3 separate regions of the Mus musculus genome follow, and regions 1 and 2 are each linked to region 3. A link is a contact called in public HiChIP or PLAC-seq data. All regions are on one chromosome and are shown on one strand. The core of a region is the stretch at or near the end of the contact, and the rest is flanking DNA. Distances in the headings are between cores, read along the strand shown. Region 1 has its middle 23 kb from the start of Gm35741. Region 2 overlaps Il1r2 (interleukin 1 receptor, type II). Region 3 overlaps Il1rl2 (interleukin 1 receptor-like 2).

Region 1 (4,271 bases), core at 445-2,944, 190 kb after region 3:
CTTAGGGTCTGCCCACTCATCAGGCAACTGATTGTTTAAAATGTATCAGCTATTTTCCTAGGCTGGCTGTCTTCTAGGTAGCCATCTTCTCAGGGCCCCGAGGATGTGGAATCTGGAAGGAGTCTATGGGTTGAAACACTTCAGACCCAGGTTTGAGCAGCCACTTCACTGGGACCTTGGGCAAATTATTCCGCCTTTCTGGACCTGTTTCCTTTGTGTAAAAGAAGAGATAAGTGGGGCCAGACCATGAGGACTAGCTTCCTCTAAAGAGCAGGTCTCCTGACACATGCACATGTACACTCTATATGTGGGCATAATTGTATCTCAGTCAGGCTGTCTACTGCTGTGATGACATACAATGACCAAAAGCAATTTATTGAGGAAAGGATTCATTTGAGCTTACAACTCTCAGGTCAAAGGGAATCATTGAAGGAGTCAAGACAATACAATACTCGCAGAGTCTACCCAAACACTTTTCTTTCTCTAAGGAACTTGATCATTCATTGACTATGGGTATCTGAGTGGGTCCAACCGCTAATATTTATGGAAGGGTGGATGCCTGGCTATACCACTATTATCCCCATCCACAGCAAAGGAACTGGGAATCTTAAGATTTGACATCAATCGTTTAGGTTTGACATTTTAGCTGCAGTCTTGCCCCTGCCCACAAATTAACTGTTACTAATAGACATGCCAATGTGTAGGAAAGATTGAATGTCAACATGAGCCCTGTCTAAGAATACATATCCTCACAGGTCCAATCGTGGCATGAATGATACAGGAGTAACCAATCATTTTCTGATTGACTCTAAGGCCCACTCCATGAGATAGAACCCACCCCTGAGCCTGACCAAAGTATCCAAGAATCTGCAGCTAAATAAGCTCCAGGCCTTGGGAGAGAAACCAATTCTATTTTCTGCTAAGAAATCATAGTATATATGACTACAAATGACTCCCTAAGAGGTCAGTAGAGGGCAGCTAGCCCAAATTGATCAGTCTGCAGAGAACAAGAGACTTGGAAGAGGTCAGGCTTGAATAGAATGTACAAATCACATCCCTTGCCTGCTAGTAACTAACATTACTAGTGACTTCCTCATGGAAGAGGGTTTGGAAAGATTCAAAGAGACAGAGGTGGTCGATAACTTCAAGGAAACAGTATTTTACAGAAATAACCAAATCAGGCAGTTACAGGATGAATTCACCTATGCACCTATGCATAAGGTCTGCACAGGCTTCAGACAAGCAAAAAAAAAAAAAAATCCCAGCATGAACCAGGAGAGGTGAGCAGGCAATCCCACCCTAGCGGAGGAGTTGCCGAATCTGATAGCTTCTTTGGGAAGGAACGGCTATTCATGATGAGACCCCTGGTAGGTCACCCACTCTTCAGGGAAGGCTGGACTCCCTAGTGTTTGGGGAGCAAACTGAACTTAATTGGGGGGAGGGGTGAATAGTCAGCGTTGGGTGGGTAGGAAAGTGAATGAGGTGGCTTTGGGAGGAGTTGGAGGAGAGGTGAATATGATCAATGGACACCGAGTGAAATTCTCAAAGGATTTATAAAAATCGTATTTATTTAAAAAAAATGCAGTATGCAAATATGTTGTCACAAATTTCCGAAGCCTGGTGTTGAGCCACTGGTTCCTGGAAACTGCACAGAGCAGCACATTCCTAAATGGTGCTTCTCCGTAAGTTGAGATTGCTCTCCAGGATGAGTCATGAGGAGGCAGGAGGCAGCCACTGCAAACTGAAGCGCTGATAACTGTGGTGTGATCTACAAGCTCACAAGCTGAAATCTAGGAGGAAGTCTCCATTTCCAGAGGGATGCTTGCCAGCTACCAAGAAATGTCTGAAACAGGGAGTCCATACAGGAAAGGCTCTGAAAGGCATGAGCGCCTGGCTGCTGTGTTCTCACGCAAAACTTTAATAATTAAGAGATCTTGGCAGAAATCCCAGTGAGCTCATGAGACCGGAGGGTCCCAGTACTGCCTGGTGGCTCTGGAATGAGAGCATCTCCTGCAGAGGCTGAGGACCAGAAGCCACATCTATTTCCAGGGCCAAAAATGAAGTATGTCATTGACAGTTTTTTTCCAAGTTGAAAATTCCCACTTTGTTACTTACTAACTGAATAACCTCAGATAAATAAATCAAATAACCCTTCTGAGACAGAAGAAATAATAGCTAGTAATCTCATTGTCATTGAAAAGTGACTACCTCCATATGAGATAATTATGCCTATCCATTTTGATATAGCACCAAGGTAAACAGACTCAGTCTATAGAGCCCAAGGGCAAATACTCAAGACATTGTGATTCAAGGAGTATATTATGAATACATAACTATATATGTGAATCAAGAAGCATATTATGTATACAATGTATTTATATATGCTGTATGCTATAGATGCAATGATCAACTGGCCCTTTTCAACCAAGTTCTGCACCTGCAGATTTGTCAATATCATATTTTAAAATATTAGAAGAAAGGTCTTGGAATGTATCTCAGCATCAAGAACCTGCTTAGCTTCTACTGTGGGCTACGCACAGACAGCCTGGCTTCCATCAAGGCTAGATCTTGAACCCTGGTAGAACCTGATGGGTGGTAATTCCCACCTACATAGGACGGTAGGTGTTCGGCCATGTCTCCTGGACCCCTGGCACCTGTCGAAGTTACCGCCCCCACAGCCCCCACAGACCCCACAGGAGAGGCGTGGCTATCAGCCTTGAAGGAACAGTACCAAGCCTTCCCACATGCAAATAAAGTTTCCCCCCAAACTCAGTCCAAGCCAATGAGAGGTACCTGCTGTCAAACCCTGAATCACCCCAGAACTGTATATAAATCCTATCCAGGGGATTAAAGGTACACAAGAACTACTCCTTCGTCTGAGCCTTTTGTTCCAAGAGCTGTATGTAATACTTTGGCAGAGATCTTCTCTCCTGAAGAGCCACCTGAGGCCCCAGATGGCACTCTTCACTGGATAGTTGGCTTTTCGTAGGCACAGCCCAGTCTGACTCAGTTCAGAGAGGCTTGGAGTTACCGAGAGACCTGGAAGGTGTGGTAAAGACTTCTCCCTGTCTGCACCACTCCCCTTCTCTGGAACCCTCACACCCAGCCTGGACAGAGATCTCCGTGGAAAACCTCTGGTACCCAGGCCCACAGTCTACAAGAGTCTGGGTTCAATTCCCACACAAGAAAAACATTGATAGAAAAACTGTATCTGTACAAGGTATGTACAGATAATTTTTTCTTCTCATTTCTTAAACATGATTATCTATACAGTACTATATCCTCTTACATAGTATGGATATTCAAGAGATGTTTGAAATAGTATGAGAAGATAAATTATTTATATTTATATATACATATGTATATATACATGCATATATGTGTGTGTGTGTGTGTGTGTGTGTTTTATAGAATTAATAAACCATTTCATCTAATGTCTTTGAACATGTGCAGTTTGGGTATTGAGCAAGAGATTCTAGGAAAAGCACCATGTTATATATCCAAACACACACACACACACACACACACACACACAAACACACAGGCGTGCGTGCGTGCATGCGTGCGTGCGTGTGTGTGTGTATTTGGATATATTCATGATATATATGTATATATGTGTGTGTGTATAGACATACACAATGATTATATACATATATATGAGTGTATATATACATATACATATTTCATAGGTCCCTTTATAACAAGAGAAAACACTGCAGCCCACCTGTCTGCTTAAGTAGGCCTCCCTATCCTTTGGACAACTGACTGGAAGCGAGGCTACCAAGTCACCACTTTCCAGACTGATATTCTGAAATGAACAGTTGCAGCAGACTTGGTAGGGGTCCCTGATGCAGAGAGTATTCCTCGGGAGCCTCAAATAGGGGCAAGATAAGCCCTCTGGGAGTGAAATCAAGTATTGAATGTTGAGTGGGTATTTCTATAGTCTTCTCTTTTGGGGTCATAAACACCATCTCTTCCCTCCTCCTGGAGTCTTAACAAACCAAGGTAAAATTCCACCAAAGTTTTCCTTGGAAAATTAATGAGTGTGTTGGGCTCTTTTACAGGGCAATGTGTCAATGGATAGGAGCACAGGTGGCCTTAAAACAGCCATCCTGGAAGATCTGCAACCAGCATGATAGAGGATTCCACCAGAGCTGTGGAGATGGCGTCCTCTCCTATGATTCTTCCTCACCTACAACCTCTACAGCATTGGTTCTCGTCCTTCCTTAAGCTGTGACCCTTCAATACAGTTTCCCATCCTGTGGTGATCC
Region 2 (4,651 bases), core at 578-3,077, 240 kb after region 3:
GGAACTATCTGCAGTCGCTGCTGGCTCTGTTTGACAAAGAGAGTCTTATAGGAATTCTGAGTAGCTGCTAAATATTGAGAACGAGAATTAAGTTGAATGTACTAAAGGTGCCAGCCAACTCTGTGGACCCCCTTCCTACAGTTAATAACTATTACCAAATTATTTTCCCCGTAACATTTAGGTTTTTGTGGGTCTAACTTTCAGGAAATAAAGTATCATTGCTCTCAAAGAATGGCAATACTGCCAAACAATACTTGAAGACAAAGGTCCCTTCGGTGGTCATGTCAGGCCCCTACATAGTGTGGTTCGTGGGCCTCACTCAGGCACTGTGCACCCAAAAGCATAATGTGGTCAGCTGGCACAGGTCCCAAACCCTCTGATGGTTTCAGGCACCACCATGGGTTCGTGGGCCACACAATTCTTGTAGATCCTTACCCAATGATGCTGGTATTGTCTCCAGGGGAGAAATGATCACAGGGATGGGTTCCGTGGTTGTTCCTGAGAAGATAGAACGGAAAAGAGATTGCATGAGGAGGTCGCCTTGGTTTCCAGTACAGATTCAGATTTGCTTATTTAGCTAATTAAGTGGCCCTGCCCCCATGGGAGCAGACATTGTGAGATTCCGCCTCTGTCTGGCAAAGGAAATGGGCCTCTCCATGAAACTGAGCATCTTAAGCCAATGCTTTTCCCGGCAGAGGCATTCCCGGACGAGGCCATGGTTACACATTCTTCTGGCAGATGGTCTTCGTTATCTGCTCTGCGTTGAACAATTAGCTATTCCTCTCCCGGGCTTCCTGAATGCACACTTATGGTCTCCACAGCATGTTTTGCCCTCCCTCAAGATTAAAGAGCCATGTCTTCAAGAGCAGGCGGGGGGGGGGGGGGGGGGGGGAGCAAGGGGGGGGTCGGAAAGTGGGTTAGAGAGCCATCTGTGTGGAAGACCAATCCCATACTGGGAACTAAATTCAGTGACACACCTTGGTCACTGATGTCATATTAACTCCTTAGGGAGGTTGGAGTGGACCTCCAAAGGATTCGAACCAGCTTGAAGAAACTGGGCACCTGAAGTGGAGCAAAGGAGCCAGCTGGGGAGTGAGAAGAGGGTTGGGAGCCATCCCTCAACTGGACCCATTTTTCTTGTTCTTGTTTCTACTACTAAAAAAGCAAGCACTTAAGTTACCATGTAAGCACCAGATGAGACCAGGGTGTGCCTACACCACGGCCTTGAAGGTAAAGTGCTTGGGAAATATAGATTACAGCACCTCAGCTCCCAAGCGCCTATTTATCAGATCTGCATAGGACCTTAGAGTCTCCTGTGCAGGTACTACTGGAGTCTGAGGGCGGGGGGTGGGGGGGGCGGGGGGCGGGGGGGGGGGCGCTACAGTCAGACTGCGCATGTGAGGAGCACTCAGATCTTCCTTCCCTGTGTGAGGAGCACTAGGATTGTGTGTGTGATGAATCCTCAGGTAACTCTACTGTGTCTGGTTCAGGACCCACTTTTTTTAAATTATCTCGTGTGCAACTCATCAAATTTGATTTGATTTATTGACTGATTGATTTTATTTTATTTTATTTTACTTACTCACTTTACATCGAACTTACTGCCCTGATCCCGGTCACCCCCTCCCACAACCCCTCCCCCTCCCCCCAGCCCCTTTTCCTCTGAGCAGGTGCTGCCCCGCCCCTTGGTATCCCCCACCCCCACCCCACCCTGGCACTTCAAGTCTCTGCAAAGCTAGGTGCTTCCTCTCCCACTGAGGCCAGACAGGGCAGCCCCATTTAAGAACCACTGTGTGGCCCTAGTTTCACAACTCGGTACAATACGCAGGTCTGCCGCCCCCTAGTGTTTCTGTGCAGTATCACACAGACGAGTGGTGAAGCCCGTTCTCAGACACCACCCTGAACTGAGCAAGAAGATGTGAGCCTGTTCTCTTCTCACAGGACAGGAAAACAAATATAGGCCAGAGGCTTCGGTTCAGGCAGGATAGTGACACGAATGAGTCTCTGGGGCTCACATATTTGATTCTATTTTCCCTTCACCTCGCTTCCTCTCCAGCATGTAAGAGTTGGGGGTAAACGACTACATTAAACGACTGTTCAATACTGGCCAGCTCTGCCTATCACGTTCTTTTCACGTATAATCTGTCCTGGCATAGGCCGAGCATCGTTTCTCTGGGTTTGCAAAATCTGAGTTACTCTAAGACCTGAAACTTGTTAAGCAACAATATAATGCTGTGCGTGGGAAATTCCATACTGTAAGACTTTGTTTGAATGCACAGAATTAATTAAAATACTGTGATAGTCGACCTGGTGGCAGTCATGAGTTACCTCTGCATGGAAGAGCTACAGTACGTTCTCTAGTTAGAAGCCAGCTTATAGCCACTGGACCAAGTATAGCCCAAGACCCCGTCTCAAAAAAAGATGTAAACAAAATATCACATCAAACTATCTTTGGGTTATGTGTAAAAAATATATATGAAGCATACACTAATTTCATGTTTAAACTTGTGCCTATATCCAAGATTTCATTATGCTGGTGAAAATATGCCAATTCTTGGAAAAAAATCAAGATTTTGAAGGTTTCTGTTGTCAAACTCTCAGGCAGGTAGTAGTCAGCCTGTACAAAGAGCCACAATTGGCACTCTGCTCAGCGCTCTGGTCAAAAACCTAGTAAAATGGTGGTTCTCACCCTTCCTAAAGCTGTGACCCTTTAATACAGGTCCTCATGTGGACATTTTATGTCAGCCATAAAGTTATTTAGTTGCTACTTTATAACTGTAAATTACTACTGTTACGAATTATATAGGAAATACCTGACATGAAGGATAGGTGACCTCCCAAACAGGTCGTGAGCCACAGGTTTAGAACCACTGCAGTAAACTCTCAGTCCCTCCGAAGTATATTTTAAGGCTTGACAAGAGTGTCCGTACCAGCTCAGAGCTCATGAACCTTCCATTTCCCAGGACGCCTTAGTTTGTACCCCCTCTAGTGGTGAGTTTTAGCATTGCAACCTTCAAATACCTGCTTTCATCCCTTTCCTGACCAAGAATTAACTCTCCTTCTCTTAGAACTCCCTGCCTTATACGTCTTAAAGTATCTTGTTCGTGGTTTAGTAACATCTAGAATAGTTGATAAACATGTTTTTCTTTTTCCTTCATGCCAAAGACATTCGAGGATTTTTAGGTGATCCTGAATTTATTATCAAGCTGCTTCTAGAACCAAGCAAGACAGGTACCTCGGTGGTATGTATTTACCTTTGACCCGGAGTTCAATATTCCTAGTGATGTTGTATTCCTGGCCATTGTAGGTAAATGTCATAACACATCTGTAATAGCCTGCATCGTCCATGGACGTGTTGGATATCAATAGGCGTGTGGGGTCTCCTGCACTCAGAAATTCCTTATTGCCTTTATCCAAGAGTATGGCGCCCTAGAGGGGAGATGCATCTGAGAGTTACATTATAGAATAACATCGCTCTTGAACATTGAGTGTTGTTGTCAATCGATGTGGAATCTACAACCCAAGAGATTCCCTGGCATATACTTACTTTGGCCATTTTGTCTTTGTGGCGCATTTTTAGCTGTATTGTTAGAGAAATGACCAATTTTTCCCCCTTAGGGTGGAATCTTGTCATGTAGCCCACACTAGACTTAAACTCTTGATTCTCCTGCCTAAGCCTCCTGGCTTCTAGGGTGACATGGGTGTGCCCCCCTGCTCCATTTAGAAAAAAAAAAGAATACATTTTTTTAAAGATTAAGTTATTTTAAACCATTTAAGTACAAATATACTTAAGATCTAACTGCCTTCTTCTGACTATGAGCAGTATCAAGAACAATCACTACTAGGGGAATATAAGGGCCAGGAATCGGGAGTAGGTGGGTTGGAGAAGGGTCAGGGAGGGTATAAGGGACGTTTGGGATAGCATTTGAATTGTAAATGAAGAAAATATCTAATGAAAAATTGTTTTAAAAAAAAGAAAAAAGAAAAGAAAATCACTACTAAACAGCCAGGAAGACATGAAAACCTAGGGCTGGAAGAGACCATGTTGGAGGAATTTATCTAAAAATTATTTCAATTTAGGACTTACTACAGGAAAGGAAATTTTGTAAATAGAAAAATAGGAGAGATGGGGTCCATCTTCTCATAAAGACATAGAGTCCTAGAGGTTCTTGACAAAACAGAGCCCTCGGGAGCAAGGCCTCCAGGGAAAATGGAAGGAGTAGGCCAGGTAAAAACATCTTGAGTGTTCCATAGCCTCAGTACACGAGAACCCTGCGCATGGTATTTTGTACCTGTAATCTCAGCACTTGAGAAGCTGAGACAGGAGGACTGTGAGCTTGAGGCCAGACTCAACTACATGGAGAAACCCTGTCAACGGTGGGGGAAGGGGTGATAAGGAAGAAAAGAGGAAAGGAGGGAGGGGTGGAAAGGAAAGAGGGTGGGGAGGAGGGATTGGGGGGGAAGGGAGAGGGGTGGGAAGGAGGAGGAAGGAGTGGGGAGAAGGGAGGGGTGGGAAGGAGGGGTTGGTTGGGAAGGAGGGATTAGGTGGAAAGGAGAGAGGGAGTGGAGGAGATAAAATGTGGTCAGAGGCCAGAGAGATGGCTCAGATGGCTCTGTTCTTCCAGAGATCCTGAGTTCAAATCCCAGCAAC
Region 3 (4,490 bases), core at 36-2,535:
ACTGATATTTATGAGAAATTGCCTAATGCTTCTCCAGTTCCCTTCTCTCTTGATGTGACATTCCAGAGCAAATCAAGCAGTCGATAGATAAAATTTGAATTTAAAAGATACTTTATCTAAGGTCCTGTGGCCGAGTTGCCTGAGGACTGGCTTGTCTGTCCACCCCAGCATGCACAGAAAACATTGAAGTGAACACACATAACACATAGGATTGTGTTTACTTTGGAAATGCTAAAGGCCACCAGATTCCTTACATTACAACACTGTTGTAAATGGGACTCTCCACAGGAAACTGTCTTTGGAAATGAGCCCCAGAATGATCTATGTTATTTCACAAACCACAGAAACATGTGTGGGGAAAGCCAGAGTTAACTGACGTGGCTTTAGTCAGGAAAGCAATTTTACCTTTAGAGACCAAGACCTCTCACCAACTCTGAGCTGTGCTTAGTTTGTTCCCTTATCTTTTGTTGCCTGATACACCTGCTGGGTTAGCTCTAACTGTTCTAGTCCATTGCACGCTGCACAGAAGCGTCTGAATGGAATAAAGCTAGCAGTGCACATATTTTTCAGCCGACCTGTTGCTGACCACTCTTTGATTCAAGTCTTGCAGATACTGGGGTACACCTAACACGCCAGTTCTGACATCACCTGGGGCAGCATAGAAATACAGGACTCCCTGACTTCAAGCAGGCTTGTGAATGGCTGCCAGACTGTAACTCGTGGGTCACTTATCTTTACCTTTGTGTGGCAAGGCTTGACCAACCAGGTTAGAGTGAACTTTGGCAAGAAGGACATAATGTCTCTCTCTCTTCCACATCCATATTCACTATACTGTATATGTTCCAGAATATTTTCCCAAGAGAATTCAGGCTGTCAGCAGGATTCATGATCAACCTCGGAAGCTCATCACTAGATCATTTTAGAGACTTTATTCAAAGTTCTTTGACGTTATCCAAAGTTAACAATGGTTGGGTAGGTGGAGAGGTGGGAAGATTGAAGCAAACACTTTCCAAAATTAAAAAATAAGAGCAAAAGAATCATGAGGCTTCCTGGCCTGTTGTCAGATCCAATCTCCAAAGCCACCACCCCTGGCTGTGCTGAGCTGGGAGGAGTGGGTCCTGATGTGTCATCTGTTGGGCTCCCCGGTTCCACAGGGGGGAGTGAGTCACTCCTCCTTCCATCTCTTGCTGACAAACTCAACTTCTCTGCCAGGCAGCTTTATCATACTATGTGCACACCATAAATAACTAAGGCAAGGCTGTACTCACACTTCTGGGAGTTACAGTGAGTCAGAGGTGTGAACACGCAGGGGCCAGAGAGGCTGGAGCTTCCAGAAACACCACATGAAAGAACGTCATGTCACATTCTCTTAGTCAGTGGAGATAGAAGGCAGACCACTCCTATCTACTCCAGAAGAAATGAATGCTGTGGTCTCGTCACAAAGGGACAGCCAGGGAGACAGGCAAGCACCTCAGATTGTGTTGGCCTGGCCAGGCAAGGACCATGGCTACATCTCACCACTGTTAAATCTCAAACCCGGGACAAAGGGCTGAGGTGCTGGCTGCCAAGTTCTCCGTGCATTCCTCAGTCCCTACCTGTTACAGGATCCTCCAGACTGGACTGGCATACCCTGCCCCTACCCTGAACTCTCCAAGAGGATAAACTAACTGACTTTCCTCCAGCTGCCCTTCCCTATATATTCCAACCTTCTAGGTGACCCTTTGTCTACTTTCTTGGCCCAGGCTGGTTATCAGCTGCTCTTCCCTCTCCTCACAAGGCTTTGTACTCCCCTGGATGTCCCTGCCCCCACCCCAGGCTATACTCCCCTTTTATCTACAATAGACTCTCTTCTCTACCACTCTGAGGAATAGTCAAGTCCTTTTCTAGTTATTTCTTCCTTTTCATTCAGCCATCAACATTGGGCTACAACCCAGCCTCTGGGTTACCAATTGTTGAATTCTGACATTTAGCTAAATACAGTTTGAATCACAGCATCTGTGTTTTATCAACAACTTGTACACAATAATCTGTGTGGCGACTTTTGTACACAAACAGCTGCTTAGAACAAACAGCTTTTTTTTTTTTTTTTTTAGATCTGCTACTCTGAATGTGTTTGGACTCTGAGTTGCCTCATTCCCTTGCTCCTGTTCAAGAAAAATGTTTGACCTAAAAAGACATGCATTTCCTCATCCCAGTGCACGCCAGCTGTGTGGATTTCTTTTGTCTTTTTAATTGTTTTTATAGGCAAATAAGGGACAGCAAAGCAGACTGAATGGTGTTTTGTCTGTTTTGTTTTCCATAGGGCCTTACTAGATCAAATTCCTTCTGAAACTTTTTTGTTTGTTTGTTTAAATCAGATTGTATTAAAACCTAAATGGAGAGAAATCTTGGTTCTGTAACACAGGAAGGCATTTCTGTGTGAAAAGAAAAAAATTGGCGGCAGGATAGAGACACCAGTGAAGGCTCTGAGCAGAGCTTTGGCCTTCAGATCAGTGAAAAAGGACCCCTGCCTCAGGCTCCTGCTAAGTACTGAGAGAAGCGGGCTTCTTCCCTTTCCTTTGTCCCTCCTGTACCTCATTCCCTCCCTCTCCCCCTGCCTTCCTCTCCCTCTTTATGACCCTCCTTCTGTAGCTGAGAGAAAGAAGATATCTCACCCAGCCACCCAGTGGAGAGCTCTGAGTAAATCCAGGCAGGTCTTTTTTGGAAGCCAGAGACATAAATTACTTCAGGTACCAAGTATAGGGTTTACAGAGAGGATAGCATCACTCTATGACCTGCTGAGTTTTAAATTGGAGGGAGAAGGGGGTAATATATGCACAACTGCTCCAGCAGACATCTCTTTGCTTCACAGACCCAGAAAATAAGATCTTTCTCATACTGCTTCCTAGAGCAGGATGGCTCACTACCTCCTAGAGCAGGTTGGCCCACTGTCATCTAGAGCAGGTTGGCCCATTGCCTCCTAAATCAGGTTGGCCTACTGCCTCCTAGAGTAGCTGGCCCATTGCTTTCTAGTGCAGGATGGCCCACCACTAGCCTCTGCTGCTGCCTAGTGGCTATTTCCTGGTCACTACCTGTGTTCCAGCTTATTGGCAAAGGAAGCTGATAATCACAGACAAATCATTTCTCTGAAGCACATGAAGTCCTCCTGAGACACTGAACACTAAATTCTCCAGCCAGGAGAAAGGATTACCCACATATAACAATAGGAGAAGAACACTTAAGAGTAGGTAGACAGCAATTTTGAGGCTTTGCTCCCAAAGACCACCACACATACTTACCATCTGGAGCCTGGGCAGTGTGGAAGGCGCTTCTGTACCAAAGCATGATGTCGATCTTAAAGCTGTTGTAGATGAACAGAACAGATACAACCAGAAGTAGGAACGCCATAAGCCCTCCTAAGAGGTAAGCCCTGAAGTCTGGAACTGCAAACGACAGGGAAAAGTCAATGGCCGAAGGTTAGTTTTACCTCCACACTTACACGTGGCTCTTAGTCAAAGCCAGGTGGGAAACGTGAGGCTACTGCTTGAACACACATCTCTAAGTTTCCTTGTGAGTATACAAGTTGGATAGTTTAATTTCCACTGAGAAGGTTGGGAAGAAATGGTCTCCTTAAAAGCCAGGGAGCCCTAGGTATTCATGCCAGAACAAAAGGACTCCAGCTGCAAGGAAACTGTCTCAGAGCATGTGGATCCAGGTACCTTCATGAGGTACAATCTGACTGTGTCTGAAATGTCCCCCATGGCTTCCCCTGAAGAATCTGGGTTTCAATCCCACCATACGACCCTCGGAGCTGAGCAGAGGGACTCCTGTTAAAACTGATAAAAGTCATTGGCCTTCTGCCCAGACATGGGCTGTGCAAGTCGATGGTGAGACAGTCCTCATCTGACCCTTCCCAGGGCTCCTGAAGCCAGGGCCTGTGTCTGTCTGAGAGTTCCTGATATGGTACTCAATGCCTGCTCTGCTAAGAGAGTGTACAGTTCTGATGACAGGCAAGGGAGCAGACAGCTAGGGGAAGAATCAGTTACTCCAAAAGGGAGGTCCCGGTTGCTTCCAGAAGAACTCTTGAACGCCAAGAAGAGGAACCAAGCAGCGCCCTACCTTGCCACAACCCAAAAGGGTGCTGCCAGAGGAGGGTGCCCAAGAATGAGGGAAGAGAAAAAGGGAACCCACCGCATCAACCACTTCCTTCATCAGCCCGTTCACCCTGAAAAGGAGCTCGTGGGTCTGGTGGGATGGGGGAGAAGTGTTTGAGTCTCCCAGAACAAACGTTTCTGGTTTATAAAATCTTCAAGAAATAGCTTGTCAAATCCTTCTCAGGCCACACATACAGTAAACATCTGAAGGCCTAAGACTTCCTGCATATTGTAGCATGTCTTTAGATATAACAGCTTGATAGAGTACAGAGACAGAAAACACACTTGGTGCCAGCCCCCACCCCAAATCAATCCATTGAGCAAGTCCCTCTGTAGCCAGTGGACACTGTTCTGCAG

Evidence for each region. HiChIP or PLAC-seq counts read pairs in DNA pulled down with a chosen protein or histone mark.
Region 1: a contact with region 3 is called in an HNF4G HiChIP or PLAC-seq map of pancreatic cancer cells. The contact joins two enhancer-like sites. A contact is called at or near these places in 4 of 484 Hi-C or Micro-C datasets (bone marrow-derived macrophages, cranial neural crest, muscle stem cells and 1 more), 5 of 115 datasets of contacts at active chromatin or transcription factors (the HPC-7 cell line, embryonic fibroblasts, embryonic stem cells and 2 more) and 1 of 9 other capture datasets (embryonic stem cells).
Region 2: a contact with region 3 is called in a FOXA1 HiChIP or PLAC-seq map of pancreatic cancer cells. The contact joins two enhancer-like sites. A contact is called at or near these places in 1 of 39 promoter capture datasets (the 3T3-L1 cell line), 1 of 15 datasets of contacts at CTCF or cohesin (the G1E-ER4 cell line), 19 of 484 Hi-C or Micro-C datasets (the 4T1 cell line, the G1E-ER4 cell line, bone marrow-derived dendritic cells and 11 more), 8 of 115 datasets of contacts at active chromatin or transcription factors (Th17 cells, embryonic fibroblasts, embryonic stem cells and 3 more) and 1 of 9 other capture datasets (embryonic stem cells).

The regions. Positions count from the first base shown.
Region 1 is chr1:40,169,639-40,173,909 of GRCm38.p6, reverse strand. No RefSeq gene overlaps it. Among named protein-coding and RNA genes, the nearest start is that of Gm35741, 23 kb to the right of the region's middle. Within about 2 kb of position 1,694, at least 58 of the 459 cell types and tissues checked have an H3K27ac peak or open chromatin away from gene starts, as enhancers often do. A contact at or near this core is called in fibro-adipogenic progenitors, muscle stem cells and pancreatic cancer cells, where this site is marked.
Region 2 is chr1:40,113,802-40,118,452 of GRCm38.p6, reverse strand. It overlaps Il1r2 (interleukin 1 receptor, type II), which reads right to left. Exons shown (of 9, transcript NM_010555.5): 5 at 3,255-3,429; 6 at 436-498. Among named protein-coding and RNA genes, the nearest start is that of Gm16894, 30 kb to the right of the region's middle. Within about 2 kb of position 1,827, at least 27 of the 459 cell types and tissues checked have an H3K27ac peak or open chromatin away from gene starts, as enhancers often do. A contact at or near this core is called in Th17 cells, pancreatic cancer cells and uterus, where this site is marked.
Region 3 is chr1:40,355,751-40,360,240 of GRCm38.p6, reverse strand. It overlaps Il1rl2 (interleukin 1 receptor-like 2), which reads right to left. Exons shown (of 11, transcript NM_001356478.1): 9 at 3,279-3,422. Among named protein-coding and RNA genes, the nearest start is that of Il1rl2, 33 kb to the right of the region's middle. Within about 2 kb of position 1,285, at least 82 of the 459 cell types and tissues checked have an H3K27ac peak or open chromatin away from gene starts, as enhancers often do. A contact at or near this core is called in Th17 cells, fibro-adipogenic progenitors, muscle stem cells and 2 more, where this site is marked.